Regions from separate parts of the Mus musculus genome. Here region 1 is linked to region 2. A link is a contact called in public Hi-C data. All regions are on one chromosome and are shown on one strand. The core of a region is the stretch at or near the end of the contact, and the rest is flanking DNA. Distances in the headings are between cores, read along the strand shown. Region 1 has its middle 21 kb from the start of Irf4. Region 2 has its middle 32 kb from the start of Gm35109.

Region 1 (4,269 bases), core at 1,652-4,151, 190 kb before region 2:
GTTGAGCAGTTCTTTTCATCTGACTCTAGGGATTGAAATTTTTTCTTCCCTTGCTTCTTCAATGACTCATTGCTCACTTTCCTAGAATGTGTGTTGGTTTTGTTGCTGTTACTTTTTAATTTTAGTTTTATTCTACTATGGTATAATGCAGTGCAAGCGTTTTCAAATGTTCCTTTGATGGATAAGGATTGTTTTGTGGTTTATAATGTGCGTTGTCTTGTTTTGTTTTATTTTTCATTAATTAATTTATTCATTCACTTTACATTCTGACCACAGCCTCCCTTCCTCCCAGGCCCCTCCTCACATAGCCCCTTCCCTATTCCTCCTCTGAATAGGGAGAGCCGCTCTGGATATCACCCCACCCTGGCACATCAAGTTACTGCACATCCTCTCCCACTGAGGCAAGACAAGGCAGCTCAGTTAGGAGAACAGGATCCACAGGTAGGCAACAGATTCAGGTTAGTTTTAAAAAAGATTCTATGGCTAAAGGAGAATAATGTATACTTTGTATCTTTTAGATGGACCAGTCTGTTTGATACCTCTTAAGTCCAGTTGATACCTGACATGTTTTAATTGTGAAGTTTTTTTGCTTACTTTTAGTTTGGAAACTCCTAGTTTCATTTTTGTTCCTGTAATTTTAAAAAATACCCCTCTTTCTCCCTCTCTCCCTCCCCCCCTCTCCCTCTCTCCCCCCTCTCTGAGTGTGTGTGTGCCTCCGTCTCTGTCTCTCTCCCTCTCTCACACACAACCACTTAGAGAGAAAAGGGTTTGTATTTCAGCTTAAAATTCTAGGTTGCAGTCCATCATTTTGGGAGAGCCAAGACAACAACTCAAACAGCAAGTCAAATTAAAACTACAGTTGAGGGGAGAGAAAAATGAATGCACACATACCTGCTGGTTCTCAGCTCATTTTCCCACTCTTAAACAGATCAGGAACCCTGCCAAGGGGATGGTACCACTTACAGTGGGCTGGGTCTTCCTACATCAATTAACTTACATAAGATATTCTCTACAGGCTTGCCCAAAGTTGTTGACACTCCATGTTGACAGTCACTCATCTGGACTCTCCTCTCAGGTCATGTTGACCCTAGACTTTATTAGGTTGGCAATTAAAGCTGACCATCCCAGAGACCTATCTAAGGATGAGACTAGACATGGTGTCACAGTCTTTAATCTCAGCATCCAGAGGCAGAGGCAGGAGAACTTAACCCTAACCCTAACCTGTGGACCTTTGTGAGTTTGAGGCCAGTCTGATCGAATAGCAAGTTATAGTCCGGCAAGACTTCATGGTGAAACCCTATCTGGCAAAACCAAACCAAACCAAACCAAACAAAAAAGATTTGAGTGGGAATTATTGACATCTTCCACTATTGTTGTACCTGGATCGGTTTTTTGTGCATTTTAAGGTTTCTTAATGAACATGAGCCCTAGTATTTTTGTGTAGTTATCCTATTTTCTTCTTTCTTAGGTCATCTCTTGTTTTTATATGTTTAAAAAGCTATGGCGTTTTTGTTTTTTGGTTTTTGCATGTTGCTTTTGTATACAGTTATTTTGCTAAAAATGTTTATCAGATCTAAGAGTATTGTGGTAGTGTCTCTATTATTTGCTCCTGAAGAATTGTCCTTTCAGTAACGTTACAGTGATCTGATTTATCTCTTCTGGCTATTTTTGGTTTGAAGGTTTCAACTCAACTTTATCAGGTATGAAGATGGTTCTAACAGTTTTGTTTTAGCTTCCATTTGCTTAGTAGATTGATTTCTATCCTTTGACTCTTAGTTTATGAAGTCTTAGTTAGGGTTTCTATTGCTGTGATAAAACATGACAGATAAAACAACTTGGGAAAGACAGGTTTTATATCAGCTTATAGCTTGTAGTTCATTTTCCAGGGAAGTCAGGGCAGGAACTCAAGGCAGGAACCTGGAGACAGGAACTGAAGCAGAGGCTGTGGAGGAGCGCTGCTTACTGCCTTGTTCTCTCCATGGCTTGATTAGCCTGATTTCCATAGCACCCAGGACCCCAGGACCTTAACTCCCTCCCCACTTCAATCACTAATTAAGAAAATGCACTACAGACTTGCTTTCAAGCCAGTATCATGGAGGCGTTTCCTTAACTGAGGTTTCCTCTATCTAACGACTCTAGGTTGTATCCTGTTGATGTCACAGTGGTTGACTTTGCCAGTGATGTGTGTTTCTTAGAATGGCCATTGTTCCCTGACAATTACTGGCTGTAGGACTTGGAAAAGTGGGCCCTGCACCTCACCAGGGCAGCACGGTACAGTCAACCCTGGCAGCAGAGGTGCAAGTGAGCCAGCCCTGTGGGTATGAGCATGGGAGAGCTGGCCCCACAACTTGTCTACTGTGGGGTGGCATGAGCAAGAAGGAGATGCCCTCCTCTTCCACCTTACCCCTCTCCACCTAAGGTAGAAGGGGAAGCTGGCCACAAGGCCATGAGAACAGGAGAGCTGGCCCTGCTCCTCACTAGCTATAACACTAAAGAAAGTGAGTCCTGTCCCTTGCCTGAGCAGCAGAATAGAGTTGGCTCTGCTGGTGTTGGTGTGGGTGAGCTTCAACGGCAGAGCTGGAAAGCTTGCTCTGGCTCTAGATGCCTGTGGCATTGGGTGAGTTAGCCAGGGTACTCCTGGAGAGCTTGCCCTGGTGGTGTGGGTGCAGGAGAGCTGGCATGCTGACCAACTTAGCTACCACCCAGGCCCAGATCCAGGGTTTTGAGTTAGCTCTATGCCATCTATGAACTGCTGGTATATGTGAAGGAGAGGGTACTACAGGCCCAAAGCTTCAAGATCTCCATGACATAGGACAACAGGAGGAGATTCTATATGAGAAGAGCCCTGGTGAGGATCCAGTATTGACAGTGTAACAGAAGCCAGAGGCCTTGAACCAGACCAATGACTCATTGCAATGAACATTTGCATATAAGGAAGTGTGGACAAAAGGGTATACTGTGGGACACACTGTGACACACTGCAGCTTCCAAAAATTTTTTTTCGGAGGCGGGTAGGTGACAAGGGTGGAGGGTGGATATGAAGAGATGGGAGATGAGTGGGACTGAGGTACATGATGTGAAATTCATAAACAATCAATAAAAAGTTAAAAAAATAAAAAAGGAATGACCAGTGATATGCCATAGACACAAACAGTAAATACCAATGTTAATAGCTTTTGTGGCTGATGAGCACTACTGGGAGGTGATACAACCTTAAGTACAACCTTTGATAGGTGGGGTCTAGTGTGAGAAAAGTTAGATAATTGAAGATTATTATTGAAGATGCACCCTTGAAGGAGCTTCTAGTACCTAAACTCTGCCCCACCATCCTGTGTGTGTGAGGGGTTCTCGCACGTGTGTGTGTGTGTGTGTGTGTGTGTGTGTGTGTGTAAGTTCTGGCCCACAGTCAGCTCTGATCAGACCCATCTCAGCATCTCCATCATTTTCAGGTGTTGATCCACACCGTTAACCATGGAGTTGTTCTCTCATCTTGCAGCTATGGTTCTTTCTAACTCATGGCTCTCACCATTCCTTCCAGCATACTTTTCTCAGATCACTATCCCCCACTGTTCTGGCTGTTTTGATCCTTAGTCCCAAAGGAGAGGAGGCAAAGCAAGAGAAAGTATGAAATCGTTTCTCAGTGGCACAGAGATGCCACTGAAAGGTGAAGTGCTTAGAAAGAAAGGATGTTCTATCATCATGAGAGAGAGCTGGCCAGGTGAGCAGGTGGGCAGAAGTCTTCCAGGGAAGAGCAGGGTACCTGTGTAGACATCCTCTGGCCCCTGGCTTAGGCTGTAGAAGAAACATCCTTGGGTGCCCTATAATTCCTAACTAGACATTTATTAAAAGACATTTCTGCTAGAAAACATGAGATATTACAACCAACCTTGCAGTCCCTTCCCAGAAATAAGGCATGTAGGAGACGCCATGTTTTTGTTTGTTTGTTTGTTTGTTTGTTTCTGGGATGGATGAGTGTTGCCCATGTGAAAAACCCTGTATTTGTCTTAATACTACCAACTATAGAAAACCAAATCCAACAACCAAAGTTGTAACTGGAAAGAAAAGTCTAAGACCAGAAGCCCTGTGGGAATAGGAATATCATGTAAGAACTCAAAAGTCAGCAAAATCTCTTCAAACAAGCTTAGGTTCAAGTAGTAGAACTTTCTGGAGAAATCCTGGCTGTGCATGCTGGCCTGAGCCCATCTATACTTATGGGACACACAGAGCTCCCAAAGTAGGAATAGTAGAGCAATTGGTTTTTATTTAGTA
Region 2 (4,551 bases), core at 1,576-4,075:
ACAGAAATGTGTGCTTAAATCACTTCATCATTTGCTTTAAAAAAAAAGATTTATTTATTTTATATATATGAGTACACTTGTTACTGTCTTCAGACACACCAGAAGAGGGCACCAGATTCCATTAAGATTGCTGGGAACTGAACTCAGGACCTCTAGAAGAACAGTCAATGATCCTAACTACTGAGCCATCTCTCCAGTCCCATTTGCTTGTTTTAAAGTCTCATGATGCTACCCTGGCTGGCCTCTGGGCTCAAGTAATCTTCTGGTCTTGGCCTCCTGAATTGTATAGGTTCCCTGTGCTTAGCTTAGTACAGTCACCACTGTGCTTAGCTTAGAGCACTGACTCTCAACCTGTGTGTAAGACACCTTTGGGGATCGAACAACCCTTTCACACAGGGTTATGTATCAGAAATTCTGTATACCGGATATTTATATTATGACTTGTAATAGTAGAAAAAGTACATTTATGAAGTGCTAATGAAATATATATGATTGGGGTCACTACCATGTGATGAACTGTATTAAAGGATTGAAGCATTAGGAAGATTAAGAATTACCAGTGTCTACAGCCATACCACCCTGAACTCACCTGATCTCGGAAGCTAAGCAGGGTCAGGCCTGGTTAGTACTTGGATGGGAGAACTGCCAGCTTGGAGGAATCAGTTTGGAGCAAATGCTGAGATTATCTCATTTTAGTATGTGCTAAATTCACCACAGGAATTATTTGGTGATTTGGGGATGAAACCTAGGAACTTTCTAAGCACATGTTATGCCACTGAGCCATAATTCAAGCCAAAAAAAATATATTCCCAGTACCCACAGAGTAGCTTACAACCATCTGTAACTCCATTTCCAGGGGATGTGACACCCTCTTCTGGCCTCTGTAGGTACCAGGGAGCACACATGGTACACAGATATGCATATAGGCTAAAATCCACATAATTAAGCAATAATTTTTTAAATTATAATATTCAAAATAAAAAGAAGGAAGGAAGTTAGTGGAGCTGATGGGGGAGGGGAGGGTGGAGTTTGCACAGGATGGTGGCATAGACCCAGAGATGGGTAGGAGGAAAGAGAAAGGACACATATAAGGTACCCTCTCATTGATCCTGGGGCAAAGCAGGGAGCACTCATGCCCTAAACTCTATGGGAAAACATCTCAAATTTCAGGTAAAGGTTTTGGGCTATGGGATTCACACAAAATGACATGTGTAGACCCGGAGGGAGAAGAGTGACACCAGGGAGTCTATTATGGAAGTCACAGTGCCTGGGAGAGCCTCGCCTTCTGGGAGATCCACAGATACCTGAGAGAAATCAGACCTCCCCAGGAGTGAAGAATAAAAGACAAGACAATTAATTCAGTTTCATGGGATTTCAGCCAGAGCTTGGCTCTTCCTATACATTAAGAAAGAAATGCTTTGCTATGTGCAATTACTACCCAAAGTCCTGAGACATAGATCTATTCCCTTCCCCCACCAACAGAAGTCAGTTAAAAACAGGGGCTCTCAGGGAGTAACTGATACTTTCATAATTTATGGCTTGGTTTCCTGGTATGTACTTATGTACTATCCTCCTCTCTCTCTCTCTCTCTCTCTCTCTCTCTCTCTCTCTCTCTCTCTCTCTCTCTCTCACTATTATCAACTTGGTGATTTCCTCTCCACAGAGAGAGGCACCCTTGTGGGTTTTTCCTGTGATCTCCTAAGTTTCTCCCTAGTGGTCCAGGACTTCACCAATGGAAAAGTCACAGACACACCCTTGCCCCCATTAGGCCTGAGCACTCACATCTCTAGATTCCTTCCTTCTTACATCTGGAACATCACTGACCTTTCTGCTGAAGCGTGGTCCCTGTCCTCAACACAGGCCCAAACCTGAAGTAGTCTGAGAAGTAGCTGCTGATTCAGGGTTCAAACTGGGACACACAGAACAGAGCTAGAGCTAGTCAAGGCTCTATTCTCAAAATGCAAAGGAAAACACCACTCTTCAGTCCAGGACAAGGACGGAATTAATGGCTGGCAGAAAAGAAGGAGTTTTCTGAGCATCTCCATAGAGCCTGCTGATATGGACCTGTGAAGTGCCTTCCACAGCTGCAACAGAGCGAAGGCTCCCCAGAGAAGAGAAGCCTTTATGTGGAGGCTCCGGTCATTCTTCAGAACACAGCTCTTCCCTTTTCTTCCTTCTGGGGGAACTCCTAGCCCACACCCTGGCTACTTTGAAATAGAACAGGTAACCAGAGCCTGCACAAGCTTGGGGGACACTGGGGAAGTGGGAAGGACAGTCCCTCTGCACAGGAGACACTCAGTGAGTGACAATCAGCAGTTTCCCACTGTCCAGATGGTGACATTTAACTAGCCAAAGACTGGTACAAAGTCCCAGGCACATGAATCCCTGTTGGAACTTGGCTTTCCCTTGAAGGCGTCACTTACTTTTCTGATGACCAATTTAGCAACTGTCTGTCACTCTTTTGGCATGCTTGTACTTTTAAGGAATGTTGGGTGCCAGAGATGAAGACTCAAACAGGTAAAGAAACGTCCTTGCCTGGCCCCCATCCCCAGTACAGAGGATCAAATCCATGGCCTCTTATATTTGGGTAACCCATCTACCATCGAGCACCTCCCCAACCCTTTGACCCTTCATTATGAAAGAAGAAGAATAAAGAGGTAGTTTTTTTTACATAAAGGGAAACACGTCTGAGACTGGAAGGGATCTAGTGAGCTGATACCCTCCTACTTCTGCCTCCTGCATGATAGGATCATAGCCATGGCCACCACCCTCAGAGTTACCTTCACTAGTGCCTATAAAACAGGAAGCATGCTATGCAGCTCCCTCTGGGGGTGCCCTGAGGAACACAGTATGACCATGAAAAGCACCCAGGAGCTGTAAACCAGGCATGAAGCAAGTTCATCTTCCCAGGATGGGTGCTCCACCCACAGGGCCTGTCTGCAACATGGCTTGAAAATGCAACTCCAGCTTCCCTTTTCTGGAAACTGTCTCCCACTCTGTGGCTTCTCCTGCCCACTACATGCACTATGTGGCTAGATAGTTTTTTGTCTGCTGCCGTGTCCACCAAGCAAGCATCGGTTCATTACACTCCCTTGCGAGATCAATAAGTTCATCTTCCGCTGTAGTGATACAGTACTGTCATTTATGGGTGGCTGAGGGCTGCTTGCCCGAAGCTCCTTTTTCACTTCATGATAAATTATTCCAGATGCTTTTTTTAACCTGAGAGCTTCCGGGGCACCTCAAGAAGTAAAATGCAGAGCTCTGTTTCTGTTGCTTCAAACACAGGCAGTTGAAAACATGGGCTTATTGAGAAGACCCAGTTAGCTCCTCCTCCCCCTGAGTGGCAAGCACAGTGCTTTGTTCTGTGTTCCGCCCCAGAACAGTGGCTGGCAGCACTCAGTAAGTACTGTTTACCAGGGTTTTGTGTGGATGCTGGGAATTGAACCCAGAACCTCATACATGCTAGGAGAGTGCATTATCAGTGAGCTTCACCTCACCTCCCATTGTCAGAACCAAGAAGACTCAGGAAGGCTCTGTTTGCCTCAGAGGTGTTCGTAAGAACTCAGAGGACCAGATAGGACACTCTCTGAAGGCAAGGGAAGATGGTTTTGACGGTTTGGACCTAATTGGTAAGGGTCTGGCTCCAGGGAAAAGCTGATCCAAATGACCACGGAAAGGAAAAAAAAAATCCCTCTTGTCTTTTTAAAGTGTTATTTATTTTATGTAGTTAGGTGTGTTTTTTTTCCCTACCCCTTTGTTTGTGAATAATGTTCATGCAGTGCTCTTGAAAGCCAGAATGGGGTATCAGATCCCCTGGAATTAGGTTAAGGACAGTTCTAAAGCATCTAAAGTGCTGGGAATTGAACCTGGGTCCTTTGAAAGAACATCTAAATGATCTTAATCGCTGAGCCATTTCTCCAGACTACCCTCATTTCTCAAAGGCTCATCTCTGAATAGTAGAAAATGCCCTGAAATACTCACAGGGTCATTTCTCATAGGGAGATCACACATTTTGTTCCCCTTAAAGACCTTTTTTCCCCTAAAGTTACATTCATTACATGCTTAACAAAATGGCTAAGTTGAAAACTCAGAAAATATGAAAAGGGAGTAAGTTAGTGAACAACTGGAATGCATGGTTACTACTCTGTGGGATGTAATAGTAGGGCAGTTTTTGGGAACTGATACTGTCTATTGCTTAGAAGAAATGTGTATATAAGTAACAGCTAATGTTTACGAACCACCTGGATGTAAAACAGTAAAATAAAAGAGGTAGCTATGCTTTATTCAAATAACAGAATACCATATAACAATGAGATTTTATATATAAAATCATATGTAACCATATTAACAAAACTCAAGACAATGAATAGGGGCTGGAGAGATGGCTCAGTGTTTAAAAGCACTTGCTCTTGCAGAGAAACCAGGTTTGACTCCCAGCAAGCACACAGTGGCTCACAACCATCTGTAACTCCAGTTCTAGGGGACCTAATACTCTCACCTGACCTCTGTGATCTCTATCTAGGCACAGACATGCCACACAGACTTACATGC

Evidence for each region. Hi-C and Micro-C count contacts between places; a contact is called where the count stands out from the background.
Region 1: a Hi-C map of bone marrow-derived macrophages shows a contact between it and region 2, with 33 read pairs. The contact joins two enhancer-like sites. A contact is called at or near these places in 2 of 15 datasets of contacts at CTCF or cohesin (large pre-B cells and pro-B cells), 7 of 484 Hi-C or Micro-C datasets (B cells, DN3 thymocytes, bone marrow-derived dendritic cells and 4 more), 4 of 115 datasets of contacts at active chromatin or transcription factors (the 230-238 cell line, CD8 T cells, effector CD8 T cells and 1 more) and 1 of 9 other capture datasets (embryonic stem cells).

Annotation. Positions count from the first base shown.
Region 1 is chr13:30,768,068-30,772,336 of GRCm38.p6, reverse strand. No RefSeq gene overlaps it. Among named protein-coding and RNA genes, the nearest start is that of Irf4, 21 kb to the right of the region's middle. Within about 2 kb of position 2,901, at least 3 of the 459 cell types and tissues checked have an H3K27ac peak or open chromatin away from gene starts, as enhancers often do. A contact at or near this core is called in bone marrow-derived macrophages, where this site is marked.
Region 2 is chr13:30,581,060-30,585,610 of GRCm38.p6, reverse strand. No RefSeq gene overlaps it. Among named protein-coding and RNA genes, the nearest start is that of Gm35109, 32 kb to the left of the region's middle. Within about 2 kb of position 2,825, at least 26 of the 459 cell types and tissues checked have an H3K27ac peak or open chromatin away from gene starts, as enhancers often do. A contact at or near this core is called in bone marrow-derived macrophages, where this site is marked.